Regions from separate parts of the Danio rerio genome. Here region 2 is linked to region 1. The links are chromatin contacts, called in public Hi-C maps. All regions are on one chromosome and are shown on one strand. Each heading gives the region's core, a stretch centred on a gene start, on an enhancer-like site or on the middle of the called end of the contact. The rest is flanking DNA. Distances are from core to core; before and after follow the strand shown.

Region 1 (2,700 bases), core at 97-2,596:
ATTCCGATTACTTGCCGCCAAACTACGTCATAGCTCATCACCATAAAATTGACTTAGGCCCAATACCAATTCTAATTTTGCCATAGCCCTTACAACCAAGGGTTAAGGGGAAGGGCTTCAAAATTTACCCCTAAGAATTGGGACAGAACTACAGCACATGCACACGTCATCGCGATCTCATGCTTCCTATGAGATCTCCGATCGTGACTGCTTTAGTTATTCCAGTTGTGCTACTTTTTGGTATTTATCTTCAAGACATCATTGAAGGCATATATTATGTTATCATAACTATGTAATGTGGCAATAAGGTTGTATCTGTACTGTGTACCACACAGTGGCCATATTCTTCTATGCAAACACACGAAAACAGCATTAACATTATAGCAGACACCGGAAAAAGCCCATTCTTAGCCTCTAGACTTTTCTGACATTGTATTCAAGTGTCATCGAGTGTCAGAATGTTGTGGGACTAATATACAGGAGTTATTATTAGTGATTATAGATACCGAAATGTAGCTTTTTTTGCGTTTTAAAAAAAAGCATTATGGTAAAACACGAACGCATTTATGAATATGTTAAAACATGTGCTTGTTTGTTGTAAAAGTTTGTGATATTGACAACAATTACTAATTTGTTGTTCTCCTGACTTCCGGGTTCAGCAATACTGCCATTGTGGCAGGTGTATTCTGGGAAATTTTCTTACCCCTTGGTTTCGAGTGTCATCCTGAAAAATCTTCTTTTGAAGGGCTGTTCAAGCTAAAGAGAATTGGGACATCCCTAACCCTTGGCGTGAACACACAAAACGAGGGGTAGGAGTAAGGGGTAGGTCTAAGGGGTGGAATTGGGATTAGGCCTTAATGTCAAGTCTCCTCAACACCCACACAGGTGAAGACGCGCCGCTCCTCACCACTTATCAGCGCTGGCTCCCTTTGAAGATGTATGACTTTGGGCTACTTTGACGCTCTCGCCACCTTCGGCTACTTCTGCTTCTTCACAAACTAAATCCTTTGCTTTTACTAAGCGAGTCACATACTTAATTCCAGCTAAAACATCATTGAAACAACAGTTACAGTATTATCATACACAATAAATATTGCACAACCCTACTCCTAAACCTTTTTGTACTCAGACCACCTGATGCTCAATCCGGAAATAGCCAAAATGAAGTTTGGAACGTTATCTTTTTTTTCCGTTTCCTCAAAGAAGTGCGAAGCTCATCAGAAACATTGTCATAACTTCACCCGGCTCATTGTCTCTGGTCGTAGCTCTTCCACCCCCTCTCCGTGTTTACACCGAGCCCCTCCGCTTGCCTCAGGATCAGATATGACATCATTTCAGCACAGCTGCGGGCCGCATACGAGGCGTGGAGAGCGAACAATTGACCGGGGGATGCAGGAAGAGCCCACTGACCTGATTGCTCAGCTGGCCGAGCGACTGGGAAGGAAGGCCCAAGGCGGAGCTGTGGATGTGAGGAGGGGTGATGGTGGTGGACACTGGCCCCTATCATCCTCCCCTCCCCCTGGATGCTGTTCTCCTGCCTGCCTGCCTTTTAGAGCCAAAGCAGATTTGTACATGAAAAATGATCTGCAATCTCTGTGGCTGTATCAGCTTCCAGATATAGACGCTCCTGATAGGCCAAATCCCCTTTAAAGAGGGCTTTATCCCGCTCATGGAGAACTGTGCATTCTTTTATCTCTGCACCTCAGTATGTTGGAAATGTGTGGTACATTTTGACCAATCTGTCCCGATCGGCTTGTGTTTAGTTAGCATGGTAGTGCTTAGCGAGAAAGGTTGTTGTTGAAATGTTCGCGTAATCTACGTTGCATTGATCAATCTTAATTATTAGATGCACAGCTGCTGCCTGAATGTGAATCAGATGGATGTTTCATCTATGTTTAGATAGACAGCAGGAGAGGGCACAATGCATATGACCTACCACATGTTCATTTCCATATAAAGAAAGAAGACGCCAGCGTACGATTACTTGGGTATGAGAAACACTTCTCTGGAGGTTATGGAGTCTATTCTTTTATAATTGCTTTTCGTTTGATAAAATATTGTGGATTATTATAATTGTTAATATTTTAATTTGTCTGGTATTTTTATTATAATAATATACAATAAACAATATATATATATATATATATATATATATATATATATATATATATATATATATATATATATATATATAATTTTCTTTTAAAAAAATTAATAAAAATATAATTTTAATACATTAAACTTAATATTTTATCGTTTCTTATATTTTTTTGTAAAAAAAAACTACAAAAATAATGATACAATTATAAAGTTTTGCTTTTTTATAGTATTATATTTATAGATAAATTTAATGAATCAATAATAATAATAGTAATAATACAAATTATTATTATTATTATTAGCATTATTAGCGTTATTATTGTTATTGTTATTATTAGTGTTACTATTATTTTATTATTATTTGTAATAGTAGTAGTAATATTATTACTATTAATAGAAATATTAATATTTTTAATCACAATAACAACGTATATTTTTCAAAAATATCTTTAAACGTCATTTTAAAACGATTAAAAAATTTTCTTAACAACATTGTTTTGAATAATTTTCAACTTTGTTTATTTCTACATTAAAAGTCAGTGAGTTCCAGGACAACACTAACCCTAATTAACAATTCCTCACCCTACCCCACCCCCCAAA
Region 2 (3,040 bases), core at 80-2,579, 51 kb after region 1:
CATTTCTATGTTGAATAAAATCAAGTTTGTAGGAATTCCTATAACTAACATGTAAAAGATATAGCCCTTTTTAATGGTAATTTGCTGTAAGAAAGAAAAAAAAAAAGAGTTAAGTCTTGTAAAGTGATAATAATGTGATTTACTATGCAAAATTACAGTAACATATTGTGACATTCTGGGAATATTTTACAGTGTAGGGCACGCAAATCACTAAATCTTCCCCTGCTAATGATATTAACCTTTCAAGGCTGCTTTTATTCCAGGATTTCTCCACAAGGAAAGAAATATATAATTTATATATTTCCTTAATCTATTGAACATCCTCACTTGGGAAATATTTAAAAAATTCTAAACCTTTCATAAAATTTACTTTAAGTAACATTTATTTCGATAAATGATACCTGAACACCAAATATTACATATTAGAATGATTTCTCAAAGATCATACAACACAGATCAAGACTGATGTAATAGCTGCTGAAACATTACATGTATATTTGAATAAATCAAGATCAAATTTGAAATGAAAAGACTGATTTTGAAGATTTCTAAACACTCAAACAAGTTTGTGAATGCTTTTGGTGGAAAATTTATATTATATAACATGGATATTTAAAAAATAATATCGAAATATTTTTGTAAATGTGATAAAAACACTATTTGAAAAAGTAGTAACATCACATGCCAAGCATAATACTGGAAGACCGTAATGGTCGGCCACTAATTAAAATTGTGAATGGGGTGCAGTTTGTGCCTGAAATCTGCCTTTCTGTCTGTTTGTCCTTATGCCCTCCTCTCTCCATCAGCTCACAGATGGGCCACAACAACCTTCTGTTCCAGCAGCAAGATCCCAACAAATAATGAGAAAGAGAAACAGGTAGAGAAAGGGGAACAGAAAGAAGAAATTAAAGCGAGGTGAGCAGAGAGAAGAGAGAGAGAGGTGAAGGGACAGAAAAGCAGACTGGAGTCTCACTGCCTTGTGACCAGAATGAAACAGAAAGCCTCAGGCAGATGTAAAGAAGAAAAGGAGGGAGGAGGGTGAAAGCGGAAAAGAGGGGGAGTCAGCCTGAGAGTAAGAGGAAGGTAAAACGACTGAAAGAAATAAATAGAGAGAGAGAGAGGAGGGGGGAGACTGAAGAGTGTTGATTGGCTTGTATGAAAACACATGACTGCAGTGGGGAGCCTCTTGCTCAGGGTGAGTGGCTCTGCTTCAGACCAAACCACATTAGATGAAATGAATCCATTCCCCAGCCTGTTAAAGGAGTGCGAGCCTCGCTTCCGGAGAGAGAGAGAGAGAGATAAAGGAGGGGCGGATTGAGTGGCAGGAGAGAATGGGGGAGAAGGAGAGGGAAAAGAAAGAAGGAGAGATGGGGGCAGGAGGAGGCCAGCACATACACATATGGTGCCTGAGACACTCTGCTCTGGAGATTACGGCACATTTTAGGTCAGGACAATAGAGAGCAGTGGAGAGCCTTTACGCTGCCGTTGTGGACTCACATAACAAACACTGCCTTGTGCTGGTCTGCAGGGGCCACTGTCCAGCTCACCGCTTCTACACTCACACACAAATGAGGAAAATGAATTGAGAGGGAGAACAGTATATGGTCATGTGCTTGGTTGTCTGTCATTTTTAACTTTGTTTTTGAGATTCAGCTATAGGTAAAGTTATATGTTGTCTGGTAAAATAGTTAAGGGCAAGTTTGAGTGTGTGTGTGCTTATACGCTGTGGCTTGGTAAACGATGATATGCTCATGGATTATGTTTTTAAATGAAATATTACATTCTCAGATAAATGGAACAAAAGCTTAATGTTTTCAAGTGGTACTTATATATGTAACAGTTCAGCGAAATCATTAGTCCAGCTGTGAAACTGTCATTCTTTTTCCAAAAATCCCCAAGTGCTGTATATAAGAGATAAGTTGAAAGAACACTTTTGTGTGTATCTCCCTGCGTTCACATGGGTTTTCTCCGGGTGCTCCGATTTCCCCCACTGTCCAAAGACATGCGGTACAGGTGAATTGGGTAGGCTAAATTGTCCGTAGTGTGTGTGTGAATGTGTGTGGATGTTTCCCAGAGATGGGTTGCGGCTGGAAGGGCATCCGCTGCGTAAAAACTTGCTGGATAAGTGGGCGGTTCATTCCGCCATAACATTTATTTAGATAAACAATTCTTTAGATAAATGTTTATCTAAAGGTAACATTTATTCAGATAAATGATTTAAGATCATACAACACTGGGCATCAAGACTGAAATAATAGCTGCTGAAAAGTTACCTTCAGTTGAAGTCAAAATTATTAATCCCCACTTTTTTTTTTCTTTCTTTTTTTTGTTTTATATTTCCTAAATGATGTTTAACAGAGCAAGGAAATTTACACAGTATGTCTGATAACATTTTTTTCTTCTGGAGAAAGTCTTATTTGTTTTAGTTTGGCTAGAATAAAAGCAGTTTAAATTTTTTTCAAAAAATTTTAAGGTCAAATTTATTTGCCCGTTTAAACTATATATTTTTGCGAAAGTCTACAAAACAAACCATTATTATACAATAACTTGCTTAATTATCCTAACCTGCCTAGTTAATCTAATTAACCTAGTTAAGCCTTTAGATGTCACTTAAAGTTGTATAGAAGTGTCTTGAAAAATATCTAGTCAAATATTATTTACTGTCACCATGGTAAAGATAAAATAAATCAGTTATTAGAAATGAGTTATTAAAACTATTATGTTTAGAAATGTGTTGAAGAAATCTTCTCTCCGTTTAACAGAAATTGGGGAAAAATAAACAAGGGGATAATAATTCAGGGGGGCTAATAACTCTGACTTCAACTGTATATATTCAAAAAAATCAAAATTCTGACTCTTTCTATTGTAGCTCAAATTCCAAAAAAGACTTTAAAAACATTAGAAAGGCTTCATTTTTGAAACAATAGTACAAGTATGTGAATGTTTTTGGTGGTACTACAGGTGAAAGATTGTGACAGTAGATGTGAGCAGAAGGCAGAATATGGTGTCAAACGCACTTTCAGTTGACTCTCTCCTCTCT

What was found. Hi-C and Micro-C count contacts between places; a contact is called where the count stands out from the background.
Region 2: a contact with region 1 is called in a Hi-C map of embryo, with 1.5 times the contacts expected there. The contact joins two enhancer-like sites.

What each region holds. Positions count from the first base shown.
Region 1 is chr13:33,828,950-33,831,649 of GRCz12tu, forward strand. All of the region lies in intron 1 of LOC141377026 (a long non-coding RNA gene), which reads right to left. It also overlaps a transcript of zmiz1a not described here. Among named protein-coding and RNA genes, the nearest start is that of zmiz1a, 70 kb to the right of the region's middle. Within about 2 kb of position 1,347, at least 27 of the 62 cell types and tissues checked have an H3K27ac peak or open chromatin away from gene starts, as enhancers often do.
Region 2 is chr13:33,880,437-33,883,476 of GRCz12tu, forward strand. It overlaps a transcript of zmiz1a not described here. Among named protein-coding and RNA genes, the nearest start is that of zmiz1a, 19 kb to the right of the region's middle. Within about 2 kb of position 1,330, at least 48 of the 62 cell types and tissues checked have an H3K27ac peak or open chromatin away from gene starts, as enhancers often do.